Regions from separate parts of the Mus musculus genome. Here regions 1 and 3 are each linked to region 2. A link is a contact called in public promoter capture Hi-C data. All regions are on one chromosome and are shown on one strand. Each heading gives the region's core, a stretch centred on a gene start, on an enhancer-like site or on the middle of the called end of the contact. The rest is flanking DNA. Distances are from core to core; before and after follow the strand shown. Region 1 holds the start of Rsrc2 (arginine/serine-rich coiled-coil 2). Region 2 holds the start of Aldh2 (aldehyde dehydrogenase 2, mitochondrial). Region 3 holds the start of Denr (density-regulated protein).

Region 1 (2,968 bases), core at 18-2,517, 2.2 Mb before region 2:
GCTTGTTCTGGGTTTTGATGGTTCCTGGGACTCTATTTGAATTGTCTGATAATATGCTATCTGGAAGCAGATAACATTTGGGCTAGGAATGTAATGAATAAAGGAAAAGAGCTCCTGCTAAGAACATAACACGACTTTAAATCCCAGCACTCAGGAGGCAGAGGCAGGTGGATCTCTGAGTTCTGAGCCAGACTGGCCTTTAACCTAGTACTTGGGAGGCAAAGACAGGACAAAGCTCTGTGAGTCTGGACTCAGACCACAGGCTAGACCAGTTATTCAGCACTCTACCAACTGACTTAACATTCCCAACCCTGAGGTTTATAGTCTTGAGGGAACAACAACGACAAAATGGTTGAACACTGTGTCAAGTATTTGGGTTTTTTTGGTTTTGGTTTTTTTTTTTTTTTTTTTTTTTTCCTTCGAGACAGGGTTTCTCTATGTAGCCCTGGCTGTCCTGGAACTCACTCTGTAGACCAGGCTGGCCTCGAACTCAGAAATCCGCCTGCCTCTGCCTCCGGAATGCTGGGCTGGGATTAAAGGCGTGCGCCACCACTGCCCCGTTTAAGACTACACTTTCTTCTGGTGAAAGAGAGCAAACAGGTGATAAACAGATTTTGACATCACCGAGTGCGGAAAAAAAACAGACGAGCCAATACAAGGTCATGAATCAGATGAAACACTATCGATGAAGCTATATCCACGAAAACTCAGACGGCCTGCCATCTAGAATCCTCTCTAATTTTTTTCTCCCGCCATCATCTAGAGATCGATAAAACCCAGAGACGGACTGAAGCCCCCTGCTGGTTCCACCTAACACTCCTCCCGCTCCCATCGAGCCGCAAGGCTGACGTCTCACCTGCAGCAGCTGACGAAATTAAAAAGAGAATTCTCAAGTGTCTCACACTTCTTCCCGACGGACACAACCGCCCCTACTCATTTTACCTTCCCTGCCACTGATTTGAATTGGCGGGAGAATACCGTGCTCAACCCCTTTTACGGAGGCCGGAGCAGGCCAAACTTGGCTCAAAATTGAGCGCGGAAACCGCCCCGCCCTAAACTAAATTGAATTCCCGATACCGAGCATCCATTCTGGGAGGTATCCTTGGCCCCACCCACTTCGTAGGCTTCACGCCACGCCCTTCGAGAGACTAACCAATCACCGCCTCGAACCGCGTTGTTATAGAAACTCTTATCGCCACCCACTTTTTCTCCCAGCAAGCTGCGCGCCTGGCCCGGCCTCATCCCCTTTTTTTTTTTTTTTTTTTCTTGTGCCATCCGGGTCTCTCGCGCAAGAGATTCAGTCTGTGGCGAAGCTTCGAGGCGGCCAGTACTGTTGAGTGCGGGCAAGCAGAGGCGCCGCCTTAGCGGCCGGGACTCAAAAAAATAATGGCGGTAGGTACTAAGTGGAGCTCGAAGGCCAGGCTGGGTTTTTTGTTTGTTTGTTTCTTTAACACAGAGTGGGCGACCAGCTCATCAGGGCTGTTGTCCGTGCCTGTGTGTGGACAAGATGGCGCCGCGGCCGCTCGCTGCGCTCGCCATCATGGCTTCCTGCTGCAGGGAGGGGGAGGTAAGGCCGTCTGGCTGGGGGTGGGGAGCCGCAGGGAATGGCTTGGTTTTTTCTTTCCCTCTCCAGAACTTTCCTCATCATTTTCCCTGACCCAGTATTTCTCCAGAAGCCCACCGAACTGTGGGGTTTAGCTCTTTGACCCAGACTGGTGTTAGGCTTTGCGTTTCCTAAGGCTTCTGCGTTCATGCTTGGCGCTTTATCGCATTTGACCGGAAAGGAAAAAAAGACCAGAAGTATCCTCTGGGACGCATCGGGTCAAAAGGCAGGCTCCTTAAGGCGCAGTGTAGGAGGACACAGTCTTTTTATTTGTTTGTTTATTTATCTTTGAGCGATCCCTCAGTGATAGGGCTACTTCTAGTTTTGCGAACCTTATTGGTTGAAACTGGGATTCACTTAAAGAGGGGAAAAAAAAGTCTATCTAGTTCCAGTCCCTTATGTTTTAAAGCGATTTATGAGGTTTTTTTTTGGGGGGGGTTGGTTTTTTTTTGTTTTTTGGGGTTTTTATTTTTGAGGCATGGTTTCTCTGTAGCCCTGGCTGTCCTGAAACTCGCTCTGTAGGCCATGCTGCCCCCGAACTCCGAAACCTTTGAGAACCGCAGCATTGTTTAAGACCCCCTTCCTGAACCAAATGGAAGCCGTATCTAAGAGACCTGAACAGGAAGCCTGCCCTGGATATATACTATGCTCATTGCTAATGAATCATATTAGCCTGTGATAATTTGTTTCTGGTTTTCGAAAGAAAATATTCTTGTAAGCATTCTGTATTTCCTTTTACTGACAGGTTTTAACTTCATATTGCAAATAAGGCTTACTTTTCCTGATAGTTGGAGTATTTGAAATTAGAATGGTACAGGTAGTTTTTCTGCATCTCACTACCCTCTTTCTAGATGAATTTAGAATGATTTTTTTTTTTTTGACTTTTCAAAGAGTAGGCAAGCTTTTTTAAATTGTGGGATTAGTGTCTTGGGCCTCTTAGTATACTTCAAGAATGGTATTATTTGCCGGGTGTGGTGGCGTACGCCTTTAATCCCAGCACTTGGGAGGCAGAGACAGGTGAATTTCTGAGTTCGAGGCCAGCCTGGTCTACAGAGTGAGTTCCAGGACAGCCAGGGCTACACAGAGAAACCCTGTCTCGAAAAACCAAAAAAAAAAAAGAAAAAAAAAGAATGGTATTATTTTCCTTGTGTTCCATTATTTTAAGTGAGATAAATTCAGTTATTGGCTTTCTGCAGTGTCGTCCACTGTAAACGTAATCCTCCAGAGAGCTGGCCTAGTATCAAATCCTCTGCTAAAGGGATTTGTATGCTGTGCTTCAGCTGTTGTCTAGGGTTTTCACGATTTAAATGTGGAAAACGGGTGGCTTATAGACCCAGTGACTGAACATTGCAGTTTGCAGGCAGT
Region 2 (2,700 bases), core at 37-2,536:
AAGGCAAAATGGTTTACTTCTGCACAAGGGCGAATTGCCACGCAGAACAAGCAAACACACCCAGAGGGCCCCTGCAGGTGAAACTTTTGAAGGGATATATATATATACATATATATATGTATGTATGTATATATTGATGGCTAGCCGGAACTCATATGTAGACCACCAGGCTGGCCTCGAGCTTTCTAGAGATTTGCTTGCTTCTACTTCCTGAATGCTAGGGCTGGAGAAATGGCTCAGAGGTTAAGAGCACTGACTGCTTTTCAAAAGGTCCTGAGTTCAAATCTCAGCAACCACATGGTGGCTCACAACCATCAGTAATGAGATCTGACATCCTCTGTGTGTCTGAAGAAAGCTACAGTGTTCTTAGATATATAATAAATAAATCTTTAGACTGAAGCCAGCGGGGCCGACCTGAGCAAGCAAGCAGAAGTCCTGAATTCAAATTCCCAGCAACCACATGATCGCTCACAACCATCAGTACAGCTACAGTGTACTCATAAACATAAAATAAATACTTCCTGAATGCTGAGATTAAAGACCCAGACCCATTTTTCTGCTGTTTTTCTTTTTTAATTCTGAAAACAAAGGGGTCCTGTGTGTCTCTCTGAGCCAAGCTTTCATTCTGACCTGATTGACTAATACAGAGCTGCACAGTCTCCAGGGAGATATGAAATTCGAGCATATCTTTTGGATTTCTGTATGTGCAGACCCCCGGGGGGAATCTGGAAGTCTGCTCAGTGGCTCCTTTTTAATTTCTCCCAACAGCGTTCTCAGTTTCCCAGATTCCTTTGCACCTACGGTGGGTCATGTGACCAGCCTGTGAGGTCCTTAAATGCTTTTTTCCTCATGTTTTGTGCTAACGGTGCGGAGTCCGGAACAACTTCAGCTGTCCGGTGCTAAAATGAGAGGCACACGAGGAAACGCGCCCAGACACCTTGTCTGGTCACTGGCTATTACAGCGCGGGTGACAATATCCTTCGAGTCACCAAAGCAGGGCGATGCTCATACACAGCAGTCTCCTCCTTCTGGGTGCTTCAGAAACAGGCTGGGCCTCAGCTTCCAAGGGCTCCACCCAGTTTGGGGCTCCTGGGTTTCAAAACACTTCTCTTTGCACTACCCAGAAGCCCCTGCCAAGATTCTCACCATCTCCTTAGCCTAGTGATGCGTTCACCTGGTTGAAAGGCACACAAGTGACCAGGCGTCCACGTCTCTTTCTAGCCAATGACGTCCTGCACCTCAAGTGCCCAGTCCCAGGCTGTTCATGGAATAACCGCATTCATGAATTCTCTTCGCCGCCATATCTGCACAGATGTGAGCCTTAGGCGCCAGCCACCCTGCTAGGAGCGCACACCACTCTGGCTAGGCTTTCTCAGGGTTCTGCAAACTCCATCTCTGACTTGGCTTTGGGAGCCAGGGGTCGCGCCCCTTAGGCCGTGAGGGGCTGGGACTCCCTGACCACGCCCCCGTGTCTCCGCCTCCCATTGGCGGCTGCAGGGGGCGGAGGCGAGGACTTGTTCTTCAACGCTGCAGTCGCCCTCCGATCGGCAAGGCTTCTCTCGGCTCCGTTCGGCTCGGCTCGCCCATTTCAGTTCAGTTCGGGTCAGTTAAGCTCCGCTCAGTTCAGCATGCTGCGCGCCGCACTCACCACTGTCCGCCGCGGACCGCGCCTGAGCCGCCTGTTGTCCGCCGCCGCCACCAGCGCGGTGCCAGCCCCCAACCATCAGCCTGAGGTCTTCTGCAACCAGGTGAGACTCACTTCGCCTCCTCGGGCCCTAGGGCGGGACGGAGCGGGCGACGCGGCCTCAGTTTCCCCTCCGCGCCCAGCGATCTTTGCGCGCGTCTTCCCTTGCCCATGTGGCCGCAGTGTGTCGCCTCTCGGCCTGGGACAGTCCTGGGCCTCTTTACCCCGCATCGATGCAGCCTGCTCCTTCCCCGCGCGGTCCGGGTTCACCCAGGAAGGCCCAGCCGTCCCAGCTCCTCTCTGCGAGACCTCCCATACACCCCTACCCGATTCACGCAGACCTGAGCCAGAGTTCAGAAGCAAAAGCTGGGTCAGGACCCCTCTGTGGCCGCTCTTACCCAACCGGGACTTTGGAATGTTGTCTTAGCTTTTTGAGTTTTGGTAAAGTCTGGAATCACATGAAAGAACGTGGTTGTGAAGTATTCTTTTTGTTTGTGCAACAAGTGGGACTTGGCTGCCCTCTTCTGTAAAATGGGAAAGCAGTCAGGGCTGATATCTTGATGTGTTATTTTGAAAGAAGATCTCATTTTGTAGCCAAGGCTGGCCCGGAATTCTGTGTTCTTCCGTCAGCCACTCCCACCCCACTTTGGATTTGTGCAGGCCAGACACGCAGCTACCACCTCCGGTCTTCAGCTTTCTCTCTACTTTTTCTTTGAAACAGGATCTCACTAAGTTGTCCAGGCTGGCCTTGAACTTGTAATTCTCCTGCCCCAGGCTTCCCAGTGCTGGGCGACAGTGATCCCATGTCTCTTGATACTACAGGGCCTCGTGCACTTGGCACTTGGTGTGAGCTGCAGTCCGGGTTCCCCAAAAGTCCCCTCCCCCAACCTTTGTGCAGGGCAGCGTCCTAAACAATTCAGTCTTTAACCCATAAGCTTTAGAACTGGGAGTTTGATGCTATAACTATCCCCACTACACAGCTCAAGAGACTGAGGTCTGGTCAGGTTCCTAAAGAG
Region 3 (2,724 bases), core at 32-2,531, 2.3 Mb before region 2:
TAGGATTCTGTACCTTAGCTCTTCCATCCTTCACTATCCCCAAGGCTCCTTAGCTTCCAACAAGCTTTCCTTACAAAGGAACACCAGTCAGGCTGGGATCAGGCTCCTGGTATCTCTCTACTTCAATTGGCCAGGAAACTCCTCCAGGCCAGGACGCAAGACCCAAGTGACCCTGGAAAAGAAGGAGTCATCTACCAACCCATGGGTCCTCACTAGGCTCCCCCCCTCTTCAACTAAGAATCCACCCAACAACCAAGACAGTTGGGGGAGCGAACACGACCAAATGTGAAACTATCAATATCAGGTATAAAAACCAGCGAGCCAGTCGTTCCAACACTTACCTCCACAATAAAGGACTCGAAGAGGGTAATCCGCATCTAACTTGGCACTGTTCTTCGTATCGCCTTTGCAATCCGCCCCGCTGGATTCAGAAATGTCAGTAGCCATCTCACAAACCTGGAAACAAGAATGACACACACGACTTCACTATCTGAGAAGCTCGACCCCCGCCCCCCAAATAAGCAGCCTTGGGGGTGGGGTGCAGTCTTAGCTTCCACTGTGTATCCCCCAAACACCAAAGCTGTTTTGAGTCTATTAAAAGAAGGACACGAAGTCTCATTAGAGTCACTGATGATCAACTGGAGCCTCATCTACCTGCATCCACGGGTTTACAGGGAAGCGAGAATTAAATGGGGCCATGAAGGCTGTGTTGGGGCAGGGGCAAAAAGGGACACCAGAGGAAAAGAGGAAGCAGTAAGGGGGACAGAGTTGGGCTGGTGGCTTCAACAGAGACGGGGCAGGTCTGAGGTTGCTATGGGAGGGATGCAGCCTGCAGTTAAAAGGCTATGGACACCTTGGCACGACAGGGACGAAGTCACTCGAGGTGCCCAGAATGCAAGGTGCGGCGACAGCAAAATCCCGAAAAGAGACCAAGCCAGGGACAAGGACGGCAATGCCACAGCCTGGGGAGGGGAAATCGGGCCAGGCCTGGGGAAAAGGACAGGTAGCCCGCTGGAAGGCTGGGCTAAGGGGGACATCCCGGGGACTCCACAGGAGGCCCCCATGTGGGCGGGCGTGGAGACGCCCGGCCCGGCCCCCTTCCTGCTTTAGGCAGCGCCTGGGCCGCCTCGGCAGCGCCGCCAGCTCCCGGGGAGGCCGCCGCAGCAGCGCGAATGAGAGCGCTCATTACCCAGCCGGTCGCACGGCCCCCGCCGCCTCCGCTCCCGCCAGCTGAAGCGACACATGCAACTCCTCTTCCCGGCCACGGCTGCCCCGAAATTCGCTGCTGGGGCGCGCTCGCGCGAGACAATGAGCCTTTATCGCGATATCCCCGGCCAGCCGCTAGGAGGATGTCGCGAGACGCCACCGTGCCGGGGTGGGCGGGGCCCAAAAAGGGAGGAGCATGCGCCCATGCGTGGAGCCCGGGGGAAGGGGTGTGGGGTGGGGAAACGGGACCGAGTTGCGTAGAGGCGGCCGGACGGTAGGGGGCGCTGGCTATCCATTGGCAAAGGGGGAGCCAGCGGCTCAGGCTGTCCCTGCGCAGTGGGGCGTGGACTGGACTGGCGCAGAGGTTCTTGAGTCACAGGTGACTCTCTATTAATGATGTGGGCAGCCTTGCCCCAGTGTCTGGGCTACATCCTAGTGTCCCGACTAACCACTAACTAGCCTGATGCATAAGTCACCCCACGGCGTAGAGATGGTGGCTGAATGAGACATAGGGTTTTATTTCATTCCGATTCCCTAAATAGGAATTACTCGTGCAAAGGTCATATTAATTACTGTTTGAATTTATTTCATCAGGCTGACGACTGTTCCCATATGCTCCTTTTTGCATATTTCACCTTCTACGTGTTCTATAACGGGGATTTTCCCATCCGGTCTCAGGATTTCTGGTTTTAACCACACGGGTCCTTGTCTAAATTTTGCTTCCTTGTTTTTAGTTTGGGGAAATCCCTTCATCTGCATACTCAGCCCAAGTCCCACTTGTGAAACAGGAATAGCACTGGGACACTTTCGGAGCTCAGAAAGGGCCTGGTAGAAAGACCATTGCGTTTTTGCTTTTAACATCACCTTCATGAACTAAGCTACCCAAATATGGCCCCCCTCCCGGAACTTTCCTTTGGTGCCGGGAATTGAACCCAGGGTTTTGTGAATGCTACAGAAGAGCTCTGCCTTGAGTTACAGGCCCAGCCCTAATCCCAACACTTGGGAGACAGAGGCAGGCCAATGTCTGAGTTTTAGGCCAACCTAGTCTACAAAGTTCAAAGCTGTTGGCCTGTAAGCGTAGGGCATTTGTGTTGAACGTACAAGGCTCTGGGTTTAATCTACAGACTGGAAAAAAAAACCCCACACAGCAAAGATGTACATTTCGCTAAGCATGGTGGGTGATATGCACCTTTAATCCCAACACTCAGGAGGCAGAGGCAGGTGGATTTCTAAGTTTGAGGCCAGCCTGATCTACAGAGCAAGTTCCAGGATAGCCAGAGCTACACAGAGAAACCCTGAAACCCTGTATATATGTGTGTGGGTGTGTGGATGAGTGTTCGTGTGTGTGTGTGTGTGTGTGTGTGTGTGGTGTGTGTGTGTGTGTATGTGTGTGTGGGTGTGGTGTGTGTGTGTGTGTGTGTATGTGGTGTGTGTGTGTATGTGGTGTGTGTGGGTGTGTGTGTGGGTGTGGGTGTGTATGTGTGTGGTGTGTGTGTGTGTGTGTGTGTGTGCATTATA

Evidence for each region. Promoter capture Hi-C pulls out the DNA fragments that hold promoters and counts their contacts.
Region 1: a contact with region 2 is called in a promoter capture Hi-C map of pre-B cells, with 4 times the contacts expected there. The contact joins the promoter of Rsrc2 here to the promoter of Aldh2 in region 2.
Region 3: a promoter capture Hi-C map of neutrophils shows a contact between it and region 2, with 3 times the contacts expected there. The contact joins the promoter of Denr here to the promoter of Aldh2 in region 2. A contact is called at or near these places in 2 of 39 promoter capture datasets (neutrophils and pre-B cells).

What each region holds. Positions count from the first base shown.
Region 1 is chr5:123,747,713-123,750,680 of GRCm38.p6, reverse strand. Rsrc2 (arginine/serine-rich coiled-coil 2) reads left to right here and starts at 1,267. Exons shown (of 10, transcript NM_001005525.2): 1 at 1,267-1,392. The coding sequence starts at 1,387. It overlaps Kntc1 (kinetochore associated 1), which reads right to left and starts at 955. Exons shown (of 64, transcript NM_001042421.1): 1 at 857-955.
Region 2 is chr5:121,592,410-121,595,109 of GRCm38.p6, reverse strand. Aldh2 (aldehyde dehydrogenase 2, mitochondrial) reads left to right here and starts at 1,286. Exons shown (of 13, transcript NM_009656.4): 1 at 1,286-1,748. The coding sequence starts at 1,629.
Region 3 is chr5:123,905,832-123,908,555 of GRCm38.p6, reverse strand. Denr (density-regulated protein) reads right to left here and starts at 1,281. Exons shown (of 8, transcript NM_026603.4): 1 at 1,190-1,281; 2 at 342-456. The coding sequence starts at 447.